Linked DNA regions of Oryctolagus cuniculus: region 1 is linked to region 2. Evidence: chromatin contacts called from public Hi-C data. All regions are on one chromosome and are shown on one strand. The core of a region is the stretch at or near the end of the contact, and the rest is flanking DNA. Distances in the headings are between cores, read along the strand shown. Region 1 holds the start of REEP3 (receptor accessory protein 3). Region 2 overlaps JMJD1C (jumonji domain containing 1C).

Region 1 (6,037 bases), core at 2,456-4,955, 120 kb before region 2:
AGTTTCAGGCTCCTGGCTTCAGCCTGGGTCAGCCCTAGCTGTTGTAGCCATCTGGGGGAATGAACCAGCATATGGAAGATCTCTTTCTCTATCTCACCCTCTCTGTCACTCTGCCTGTGAAATAAATTAATAAAATGAGCTTCCACCTGCTAGTTCATTTCCCAGATGCCCACAATGGTTGGGGCTAGGCCAGGCCCCAAAGCTGTGAGCTGGGAACTGAACTCAGGTCTCCCAACTGGGTGGCAGGAACCCAGGACTTGAGCCATCACTTGCTGCCTCCTGGGGTGTGTATTAGCAGGAAGCTGGAATGGGCAGTAGAGTTAGAACTTGAATGTGGGAGTCCCAACCTGCCCTAAACTTCTATTGATCCCATTTGCCCACAAACTTTTTGAATAATCCTAATAAATAAATTAAGAAAAGTTAGGGAAAAAAGGATCTTTCCCTCAGGTTGTGAGTCCTGTATCAAAAGGTAAAATAGGGGTATCATATATGTAGTGTCATTTTGTAATCAGATTGTTGTCTCTTACAAATCGCTATCTAACCTGTCAATCTTGTTTAGGAAGTTTGAATAAACTGATTTTAAATAGACTGTAAACAATTAAAAAACCACCTTTCTACCATCATATGTTAGAGCTGGACAAAAGAGTTTAGGGATTATCAGATGCCTTCACATCTACTAAGAAACTAGGTCTATAATGAGTAAGAGACTGACTCAAGGTCATTCAGCTGGTTAATAAAACCAAAGCTATTTTTCAGTTACAGATTTCCTGATGACAGTCCAGTCATACTCTTTTTCCTATACCACTTTACTCCTCACCTCCCCTCTTCCATCCACGAAAAATCTATCTTATGTTTTAAGTGCAAACTAAAGGCCAGCCATCATACTCAGCACATTTTTGGCTAAACTAATTTAATCTTCTCAACAGTTTCAGCAGGCAAATATGACAGCTATTTTAAGATGAGGAGACTGAACCTCAATTGGGTTTAGTATGCTGCCCAAGGCCACATTATTAACTAGCATCCAGACCCAATTTCACAGCCAGTGCTCCTGCGCCCAGGTTGTGCTGCAAGGATTGGGCAGAACGTGGTCTTGCACCCACGCAGCTCTGGTGACAGATCCCTTGTGTTCCTGCTCTTGCCACCAGAGAGGTTCATGTTGAAAGAACTGTCTGATCTTGCTCAGTTTGAGCTGGTTGCTTCAGTGGGTTAGAAAGAATGTAAATAAATTCTACCTGCTGGTGTGAAAAAGGTTTCCAAGTTTGGGTAGATCCTAGGATTGTTCGTTCTTGTTTAGAGACGGAAACTGAAGAGCAAAGGAGAAAGATCTAATGATGCTTGTATTCCCTGACAAGTGTGCTATCTAACGTGCTGAGGGATCAATGGCTCAGGAAATGTTTCCCAACACTTGATAAACACATTTCTTTCCATGACCTTTTCTTCCTTAGATTTGTTCCCTTTCCTTTGCTTCAAACCTTAAGTTCTGTAGGCTGTATTACTAAAGGCTTCAGCCCTCTCTCTCCAGTTAGGGAGCCTCCTAAGTGGTCTCCCTTTCTTCTGAGTCTCTCCATTGGACAAAACAAGGGCAGAGAATTTTCCACAGTGAAGCTACTGCTAACATATAGGATCCATCCCTTCTTTCTTGAAAACAAGCCCCAGACTATCTTTCTAGATTTCTCTCTCTCCAGGGGCTTAAGCCACTGTGACTAATTCAGGCTTGGGCTCACACCAATTGCTCCATCAGGAACCCTCCTTGCCTGTCTAGATTCTGTCCATTCTTCAAGGCCATTGCAAATGTAATCGCCCTTGCCTCTTCCGATGATCCTTCAACCACATATAACTTTCTTGCCTAACACTGAGCGTCATCTGGGTGTACCTCTTAAAAGCTTTGACACTCTGACCCTGACTGCAGACACCTGTGGATCTTAAATTGTCCGTTTCATTAAGTCAACAAGTTGTTACAGACCTGTATGTTATAGGTAGCATCTAGAAGATGCCTTATTTACAGTCAATGATCAAAACACAAATGACATTTGAGTAATGCCAAGGAAATCAAAATGCTTCACAATTTTCTATCATTTGAAGAACTGGCCAAAGAAACTGAGAGTTAAAAAAAAAAGAAAAAGAAATAAAAAAAAAGCACAGTTTCTTAAGAGGGCAGATGCAACAGTTGATAGACAGCTACTAGGTCGAGAAAGGTGTGCCTGGATTACGCAAAGATCAGAGGCCTGGAAAAGGCTACAAAAAACAATCTGAAAGCATCTGTGGCACGCTTTTATTTCTTTATTTTTAGTTTTACACAGATAAACGCAGGAAGCTTTGAGTCTTCAAAACTAGTTGGTCGTTCAATGGAGTGATGAATTTTGAATGCTACAGTGCTCATCAGTTGGGCTACTAAAGGGATTCCCAACAAAAACCCAACCTCAGAGAATTTACCTCCTTTTTCCTCGTTAAAAACGAAATAAGCAATCTGGAAATGCTGTATTTTCCCTAAATTCTAAAGCGAATCTGAGAAGCCCACGGCCTCACATAAACATTTCATAAAGGTGCTGATCGTGAATAATGAATGGATTCAGGGGCCCTGGCTGTGACTACGTCATCGTTGTTTACTCGGGGACTTTTATTTTTTTTTTCTTTTTTGGGGGGAGGGGTTACATGGGAAGGAGGGAATCAGTTTAAGTTATATTCATATACCTTTACTGAGTAAACGCCACAATCCAACGGACACGAAGAATTTGCTGGTGAAAGCACAATGAAATGAAGCGATAATCTGAACAAAGGCAACAGGCACCTGCCGTCTCTCAATCCCTGAGCAAATATTTCCGCCAAGACGGGGGCAATTTGGGGATGTGGGCGAGCAGGCGGGCGTCACCTTTTTAATAGCAGCCGCCTTTCTCGGTAAGCTGTAAACCTGGCAACAACTGGGACCCTTCCAAAGGATCCCGAGCTGGGAGCGGTCTCAGGTTTTCAGACAAATCTCTCCTCCTACCACACGTGACCCAATGGCAATCAGCCGCCGCGAGAGACACCGCAACGCATCAGCCGCGGGATACAAAGGCTTCGGCGCCGCCGCCGCCGCATCCCCGGGAGGATCGCCGAGCCTCCCGCGCTCGGCGTCAGCGGAGTTTGCGCAGGTCGCCGCCACGAGGCGCGCCACTCCCGGGCCCACAGGGCGGTGCCGCGCAGCGCGGGGAACGGGAGCAGGGGGCGCGCGCCGCCTGCCCTGTGCGCCTGCCCACCCAGCGCCGCCGGAGCAGGGGCGCCGAGTCGCACGCAGCCGAGCAGGGCCGCGCCGCACCGCGCCGTGCCGCAGCCGCAGCCGCCACCACTGGACCCTCGTCCGCCGCACGGAGCCCCGCAGCGACGTGGACCAGGGTGAGGAAGCCGAGGGCCCCCAGCTCCCGGGTGTGGGCCCAAGGCCGGGCCACCCCACCCCCGCCCAGGCCCGGGCCTTCCTTTTCTCCGGGCCCCTGCCCCGCTCCACAGCTCCTCCGGGCCTCAGCGCGGGCAGCGGGGCGTCGTGAGCGGCACTTACACCACGGCTCTGGAGATCATCCAGGACACCATCTTCCTGGGGGGCTTGGGCCCCACCTCCGGGGCGGGTGGGCACTGAGCGCGGCTGACCAGGCCGCCAACGGCAGGCCGCGCGCTCGCCGGCTCCTCGCGCTCCCCGGGGCCGCGCTGGCGCCCTCGGGAGCCGGGCCCGGTGTCTGCGCGCGGCGGCCCGAGCTGCGCGGCGGTGGGTCCCCCGCCCGTCCCCGCCCGCCGTCCGAGCCGCGGCGGAGCCGACCGGCCCCGCCCCTGCGCTCCGCTGATAGGCGGTGGCGGCGGCGGCGCGTTGGTCCCGGCCGGGGGCAGGCGGCCGGGCTCCGGGGGCTGGACCGGCGGGGACCCCGGTCGGCGCCACGCGGCCGCGACCCACACCCCTGCGCTCCGGCCTCCCTTGCCGGCCTCCTTCGAGACGCCCACCTGGCGTGAAGAGAGAGTGTGTGGGGGTGTTGGAGGCTGGGGAAGGGGACTCGGGGGTCGGGGTCGTCATTGCGCGTGTGAAAGATAAAACTGCAGAAACTCTGTGTGGGATAGAAACCTCCAGACCAGGCCCTGGATTCTGGAGAGCCGAGAGTTTGAGGCGTGCTCGCCCACATCCGGTCCCTGCGCTGTTTACGAAGGCCCAGTACCGAGGGCATCTTCACAGTACGGCATTTTTCAGGGAAACGTTTGCAGGGCCTACTTGCACAGGCCTCGGGTATACCTCGAGCCTCCCCGTGCATGGTGCAATGCAGGGATGGATGGAGGAAGAGAGTGTTGGATTTCGTGTTTGCAGTTAGCGTGTCGGGGCGTCTGGGGCCACCTTTCCATCAGAGCATCTGCACAGCTTGTTTTTCTGACGCAAATCTCCAGTATTCCTTGAGCCAGATAATTCAAGGTAAAAAAGCTGGGCCAGGTATTCCTGACTTTTACTGATGCTTACAACTGTATTTTTGGGGAGGTTGCGTTGCCGCTTTACACCTTGTAGTTCCTGTAAATGTCGTCTTAGGAGCAGAATTTTAATTTTGGCTACAGGACCAAATTAAGAAACCTGATCCCGAAGTTTAGCTCTTTTTTTTTTTTTTTCTGATTAAAAGGTAATTAAAGGTAATTCTGGTATTCAGATGGTGTGAAGAATAAAGGGTAAAATGTAGGCTTGGAGCCTTTAATTTTATCTTTAATTAAAGTCCTAGAAAATATGATGGTTTACTTTGTGACCATACTGTAATTTATTCTTTTTGTTCCTCAGTTTCTCCATAGTAAAAAGAGACTAATAATACTGTTGGCTGCTGCTTGCCTTTCGGGGTGTGGGGAGGCATTGCTAAATAACATGTTCAGGAAGTGCTCTGATTTGCTTGGAAGAAAATCAAGGGACACAGACTCCTAGGTTATTCTGAGTTCTTTTCAGTTCCCAGAGTCAATAAATTTAGTAAAATTTTGATTAAAGAAACGCGTTTAGAAGCTGCTTTTTGCTCTTGGGTTAGGTTCTTTTTGCTTATTTATTGTGTAAAGAATATTTTTATCTCAGGAATCTCACTGATAACTTGTGTTTGTTCTGAATTTTATTTTTGGTCATTGTTCAGCAGTGTTAGGGGATCAGGTGTGTCCTCTAAACCAGTGTTCTGGAGGATTCTCTTGCCTTATAAAACTCCAACATGTTTAAATGTCATTCAGATCCCTTCATGAGCAGGCTCTGAAATATTCTTCACATTCTTATTTTTTATTGCTCTTGTCCCCAATCCCTAGTGCACCCATTTTGTACCTCTCTTCTCTGAAGCTATATTTTCATGTTCAGTGCCTTTGCCCTGACTTAAATTTTCCTGTAATGTTTTGCTCCCCATTCTTTATCATTTTAGGTTAGAGTCCATCCACATTTTTCAATGTCCAATGCCATGAAGATGTCCTTGAATTTGCTCAGTGGTGATGATTCATGCTTTCCTCTGGGCCCCTGTAATTTATTACTTAAATTTCCACTTAGTAACTCTCATTCTGCTTTTACTCAATGTCTAACTTATTGGATGATAAAGTGAGGGCAGGTATGGTGTATTGCAGATTTTTGTATTATCCTAGTCTCTAACCTAGAATAGGGTAAATGCCCAGTGAAAGTTGAAATAATGTTTGTTAAATACAGTCACTCTCTTACGTATCAAAAGTTTTAAAAATTTCTGCCATGAGCATTAGAAATCTCTTAAAAATGTATGTCCTTCTAACTTTGGGGTCATCATTATAAATATTATTTCACTAAATGACAATGCATGAATACCTTCAGTGGTTGCTATCTGCTTTGTTAAATGTCCCTGGACTGAGATGCTATGTGTTATTTCACTTTATATGCCTATTATATGTTTTCTGCCTCTTCTACATTAATGTTACCTTTTACTGTTTTCATTCTGTTTAATTGAAATCGTTTCCTTCTTTAGAACTCAGTGGGACATGGGTTGCAAATCCCTTGTGGTGTGCTACACACATGTTGTTGAGTCATCTTGGCTACTCAAATTCAGGTAGTGTTTAT
Region 2 (6,430 bases), core at 1,112-3,611:
AAGGTCTTCCTTTGCCGTTGGTTCACCCTCCAATGGCCGCCACGGCTGGCACGCTGTGGCCAGTGCACCGCGCTGATCCGAAGGCAGGAGCCAGGTACTTATCCTGGTCTCCCATGGGGTGCAGGGCCCAAGTACTTGGGCCATCCTCCACTGCCTTCCCGGGCCACAGAAGAGAGCTGGCCTGGAAGAGGGGCAACCGGGACAGAATCTGGCGACCCGATTGGGACTAGAACCTGGTGTGCTGGCGCCGCAAGGCGGAGGATTAGCCTATTGAGCCACGACGCTGGCCTAGAGATTCTTAAGTTGTTAATTTCCAGCTTTATTCCATTGTGGTCAGAAAAGATACATGATTTGATTTTCATTTTTTTTAAATTTGCTAATACTTGCTTTAAGTCTTTATGATGTAGAAGACATTCTAAAAGTCAAAATGTCTCCAACTAGAAATGATAAGTGAAGTGAGAAATTATGGGAAGGCAATAGACTTTTTTTAATGTGTCCTTTTATTGGGAGTATGGTGCTGAAACACTTTTATTCATATTGCCTTTTTTTTTTTTTTGGACAGTAAGAGAGAGAGACAGAGAGAAAGGTCTTCCTTTGCCGTTGGTTCACCCTCCAATGGCCGCCGCGGCTGGGGCGCTGCGGCCGGCGCATCACGCTGATCCGAAGGCAGGAGCCAGGTGCTTTTCCTGGTTTCCCATGGGGTGCAGGGCCCAAACACCTGGGCCATCCTCCACTGCCTTCCCGGGCCACAGCAGAGAGCTGGCCTGGAAGAGGGGCAACCGGGACAGAATGCGGTGCCCCGACCGGGACTAGAACCCGGTGTGCTGGCGCCACAAGGCGGAGGATTAGCCTAGTGAGCCACGGCGCTGGCCCATATTGCTTTGATTGCCCTTAGGTTATTACAAGAAGACTAATACTTTGGGATTTTTATTTTAATAAAAAGGAGCCAGTGCTATGGTGCAGCCCATTAAGCTGCCATCTGCAGTGCTGACATCCTATATGGTTTGAGTCCTGGCTGTTCTGTTTCTGTTCCTGCTCCCTGCTAATGTGCCTGGGAAAGCAGTAGAAGATGGCTTGAGTCCTTGGACCCCTGTACCCATGTGGGAGACCTGAAAGAAGCTCCTAGCTTCTGCCTGGCCTGACCTGGCCTGGCCCTTACTGTTGACACTCATTTGGGCAGTAAACCAGCAGATAGAAGATCTCTGTTTTCCTTCTCTCTCTGTGTGTGTGTATGTAATTCTGCCTTTCAAATGAATAACTTCTTTAAAAAAATTAAATAAGGGGGCCGGCACTGTGGCGCAGTAGGTTAATCCTCCTCTTGCAGTGCCGGCATCCCATATGGGTGCCAGTTCTAGTCCTGGCTGCTCTGCTAATCCAGCTCTCTCGTATGGCCTGGGAAAGCAGTGGAAGATGGCCCAGGTCCTTGGGCCCCTGCACCTGCATGGGAGATCAGGAGGAAGCACCTGGCTCCTGGCTTTGGATCAGTGCAGCTTCAGCCATTGTGGCCATTTGGGGAGTGAACCAACGGAAGGAAGACCTTTCTCTCTGACTCTCTCTCTCACTGTCCGTAACTCTCCCTCTCAAATAAATAAAATCTTAAAAAAAAAAAAATTAGGAATACTGACTCCATCAATCAGAAGGTATTAAACAAGTTTTTTGGAGCAGCCTACAAGATGCTTGTATCTTGGAGCGGTAGGTGTAACTCTACCTCTCAAATAAATAGAAAATCTGATCTGAAAAAAAATAAAAATAAAAATTTAAATAAAAAACTGAGGGTTCTATCTTAGGAAAGAAAAAGAACAAATTAAACAAATTGAGACAAAGGCAGGAAATGAAGACAAGAGTAGTTGTCAGTTAAATATAAAATAAAAGGGAAGAAGTGAACCAAACTAGTTTGAAGTAACAGTTTTCACCTATCAAGTAGTAACCTGCTTGGCTCCCCTTTTTTGCTCCAAGGGACAACCCACTGGTCTAATGAGCCTTTGGAGGAGCCCTTGCAGGATTTTTTTTACTGAAATGCAAAATGGTGTAATATTCTGCATTTGGGAGTTGTTAATATTAAATACAACTGTATCTTTTGATCTAGGGAATCTTACTGCAAGAAATATATCCCAAAAATAGAAATAAAAAATGACATATTTGTGAGGCTGTGTTCTTTGCAGCACCACTTCTCAGTGTAGGTCGAATACAAAATGGTTTGTGTGTCAAATGGGCAGTCACATAGGTGAAAAACAAAAACAAAGTGTCTTATGTGCCTTGATAATAATCATGCGTAACTTGTCAGTGTGGATAGGATCTGACTCAGTAGGTGATTTCATCATTAAACAGTATACTTAAGCCAAAACTGCTATGATGTCACCAGGTCATACATTCTCGGGACCATTGTCATGACTAGTATATGCAGTCTGTTGATAAAAACATTATGTGACTCATGAACATCACAAACTATTGAGTAAAAATAATACCAGTGGATAAAGTATGCTAGTTTTAACATGTGAATGTGTAGGTATGTGTTCATTTTACTTCTGCTTTTCAAAAACTTGGAATTAACAAACTAACCCTTGATAGGGTAGAAGGAGAAAAGTGATAGCTAAACTTCTCTGAACTTAATCTTGTTTTCTAGTTGTGGCTTTGAAATTACGTAAATGTTTTATGTAATTCTGAAATCTAAAATGGATTATTTTCATTAACCTCTCTTCTCCTATCTTAACATTTAAAGTAAATTGAAACAAAGAAGCCTAAGTAGCATAATCATAGGACTATTTTAAGTAACTTTAAAACAGAAATTTGGGCTAGCATTATGATGTATGGGATTGGGCTGCTGCCCAGTGTGGTGCTGGCATCCCATATAGGTGTAGGTTCATGTCCCAACTGCTCAATTTCCTTATTTTATTTTTTAAAGATTTATTTATTTGAAAAGCAGCGTTGCAGAGAGGTAGAAGCAGAGAGAGAGTAAGAAAGAGGTCTTCCATCTCCTGGTTCACTCTCCAGATGGCCACAACAGCTGGAGCTGGGCCAATCTGAAGTCAGGTGCCAGGAACTTCTTCCTTGTCTCCCATGCAGGTTCAGGGGCCCAAGGACTTGGGCCATCTTCTCCTGCTTTCCCAGGCCATAGCAGAGAGCTGAATCAGAAGTACAGCAGCTGGGACTTGAACTGGAGCCTGTATGGGATGCCAGCACTGCAGACAGCAGCTTTACTTGCTACTCCGTAGTGCTACTGTGCCCCTACCCCTCATCCCCCCACACCCTGCTGCTCCACTTCTGATCCAGCTCCCTGCTGCTGCCCCTGGGAGGGCAGCTGGGGGTGGCCTAAGAGCTTGGGTGCCTGCACCCACTTGGGAGACCCAGAAGAAGCTCCTGGCTTCTGACTTTGGCCTAGCACAAGCCCTGACTGTTGTGGGCATTTGGGGGGTAAGCCAGCAGATGGAAGATTCCTCCCACCACCACCATCCTTCTCTCTATCCCCCCTTCCCTTCTCCTCTTTTCTGTGACTCTCCCTGTCAAATAAATAAATAATTTTTTTAGAAGTATAGGAATTTAATTGTGTACGCTTTAGGGGATTATTCCCTGAGGACAAAGAATGGAACAAAAACCTTAAATGGTTTTCAGTAATCATAATCTTGGTGTGACAAAGCAAATGAATTTAATTTTGTTGGTATCATTGTATAACAATTTTCAGTATGAGAGAAATGATACAGAAATAAAATATCAATGAAATTGAAAGTTGCATAGAATTTTATTTAAGTATTGGTATATATGGCCGGCGCCGCGGCTCACTAGGCTAATCCTCCGCCTAGCGGCGCCGGCACACCGGGTTCTAGTCCCGGTCGGGGCGCCGGATTCTGTCCCGGTTGCCCCTCTTCCAGGCCAGCCCTCTGCTGTGGCCAGGGAGTGCAGTGGAGGATGGCCCAGGTGCTTGGGCCCTGCACCCCATGGGAGACCAGGAAAAGCACCTGGCTCCTGGCTCCTGCCATCGGATCAGCGCGGTGCGCCGGCCGCGGCGGCCATTGGAGGGTGAACCAACGGCAAAGGAAGACCTTTCTGTCTCTCTCTCTCACTGTCCACTCTGCCTGTCAAAATAAAATTAAAAAAAAAAAAAAAAGTATTGGTATATAAAGTCAGGCTAACTCTAATGACCAACTATAAAAATGTCTAGAAAAAGTTACCAGCTCAAGAGTAATATCACTCCAAGCATTCAGATTGTTGTCTCCGAATGCTGTTTCCCACCAAAAAGTACCACAGTTCCTTAGATGTATGTAAGCAGGAAATGGATAAGGTAATCGAGGGATGTTTTATTATTCCTGAAGCAAGGAAGATATTAAATGATTACTCAAATCTTGTCTGAAGAACTTTCTCACTAGCCAAATACTGGAAAAATTGCCAGTAATTAGGATAATAATGGCAATGATTTGAAACATACCATGTTTAAATTCGGAGAGTTTATAATGATTCCAAAAAGGCACTCATTGTGACCATTCTGGGAAGTTAGCATACCAATTCATTATCTCTAAAACTCAGAATCAAACAAGTTACTTGCCTTTCCTAAAGAAGCACTGTCATTGAAATCAAAGATTTGATGAGAGGAGTTTTCACTTAATAGACTTATTCCAGACAGTAGATGATAAAGAATTGTATAACAAGAATCTCACTATTTTGCAGCTCTCAGTGAAATACTTGATTTAGATAGTAATCCTTAACTGCTGTTACCACACAAAGATATGCACATACAATACATTAATGTCTCTTTAATAAGGAACACAGTGTTATTTAAGTGGTAGCCTCCTCTGTTAGTCCTGAATTTGATTAAGACTAGATTCAATAAACCATTACAGGAAATACAAATTCAAGGGACTGTGTTTTAAAATGACATAGGGGAATAGCTAACAAATGGATAGTTGAAGGATAATTGAAGGCTGGATAAGACGGATGACTTAATTTCATTTTTAAAAAATTTGTAAACAGAATCAAGAAGGTAGAAAGTACAAATAAAAACAGATTTAAAAGTCATGAGAACCACTTGCAATATGTAGAGTTTATTTGGGTCTTAATTTGAAAAACACACACACACACCTGTAATACCCAACCTAGACACTTGAATGTTGGCAGAAAATGGTATTAGAGAACTTTTTTTTTAAAGGCCATGAGTTGAAAAATCTTGAAATTGGATGATGAGTTTATAGGAGTCTATTATGTTTTTGTCTCTATAGTGAAAATTTGAAAAAAGGTAGATATTTTCAAAATATCTTTTAAATGTTTAAAATCGGCCAGTAATCTAGCATACTGAATAGCTGAAGAATTATTGATGGTTTTAAATATTTTTTAGTTTTCAGTCTTCTAGTGAAGAGCCATAATAGCTATTTTCATTTGAAGACTATGCTATTTCTTAAATTCAAGCATTGTAGGTAAACTCATGAGAATAAAGAAATAAAGAAAAATCTCAATAGAGTTTGATAATAGGGAAAATTAATTCTATGAATTTGATTTTTGAAATGGAATGTTCCTGAAAAAAAAAAAAGCATGTACATTTATGTAGAATTTTTAAAAAATCTTCAAATGAAAATTTCTATTAAACTGACATAGTATGTATGCCAGTTATTTTCTGATGTTTACTGACCTCTTGAAAGTCCATAGGTGTATCATAAGATATACCTAGTACTGTGTTCCAGTGCCCCCTTGTGCCTATTGTGAAATGGCATAATTAGTTTCTGTTCTCTAAAAAGTGATACAGCCTAAGGTTTTCCTGGGAACATTTTTGCACTTGTAACTAGGTTCCATTTCTTTTTTTTTTTTTTTTAATTTTTTTTTTAAATTTTTTTTTTATTTTTGACAGGCAGAGTGGACAGTGAGAGAGAGAGACAGAGAGAGAAAGGTCTTCCTTTGCCGTTGGTTCACCCTCCAATGGCCGCCGCTGCAGCCGGCGCACCGCGCTGATCCGATGGCAGGAGCCAGGATCCAGGTGCTTTTCCTGGTCTCCCATGGGGTGCAGGGCCCAAGCACCTGGGCCATCCTCCACTGCACTCCCTGGCCATAGCAGAGAGCTGGCCTGGAAGAGGGGCAACCGGGACAGAATCCGGCGCCCCAACCGGGACTAGAACCCGGTGTGCTGGCGCCGCAAGGTGGAGGATTAGCCTGTTGAGCCACGGCGCCGGCTTGTTTCCATTTCTTAAACCTCCTGGGACCATGTTGTTTTAAGGCGTTCAGTAATGCTTTCTCTTTACACCAAATTTTCTCTCTTGTTGTGTGTGTGTGTCTGTGTGTGTTAGAACATACAGGTGCAGATATGTTTTTAATCTCAGATGTGGGCATTTCCATAGCTTTATCAGTGCCACCTCTACTGCTATATTTGTGTTTGCAAAGCAGAAAAGGAGGAAGGGTAGAGGTGAACTAATAGTGTTCTTCCTTCTCTCTCAAGAAAATAGAATCCTTGGAT

What was found. Hi-C and Micro-C count contacts between places; a contact is called where the count stands out from the background.
Region 1: a Hi-C map of an unstated tissue shows a contact between it and region 2, with 2.7 times the contacts expected there. The contact joins the promoter of REEP3 here to the enhancer-like site in region 2. A contact is called at or near these places in 2 of 6 Hi-C or Micro-C datasets (psoas muscle and an unstated tissue).

What each region holds. Positions count from the first base shown.
Region 1 is chr15:55,822,795-55,828,831 of mOryCun1.1, reverse strand. It overlaps REEP3 (receptor accessory protein 3), which reads right to left and starts at 3,705. Exons shown (of 8, transcript XM_008270080.4): 1 at 3,533-3,705. The coding sequence starts at 3,564. JMJD1C (jumonji domain containing 1C) reads left to right here. Exons shown (of 27, transcript XM_051823261.2): 1 at 1-3,372. The coding sequence starts at 3,000.
Region 2 is chr15:55,704,937-55,711,366 of mOryCun1.1, reverse strand. All of the region lies in intron 2 of JMJD1C (jumonji domain containing 1C), which reads left to right. Among named protein-coding and RNA genes, the nearest start is that of MIR1296, 25 kb to the right of the region's middle. Within about 2 kb of position 2,361, at least 1 of the 8 cell types and tissues checked has an H3K27ac peak or open chromatin away from gene starts, as enhancers often do.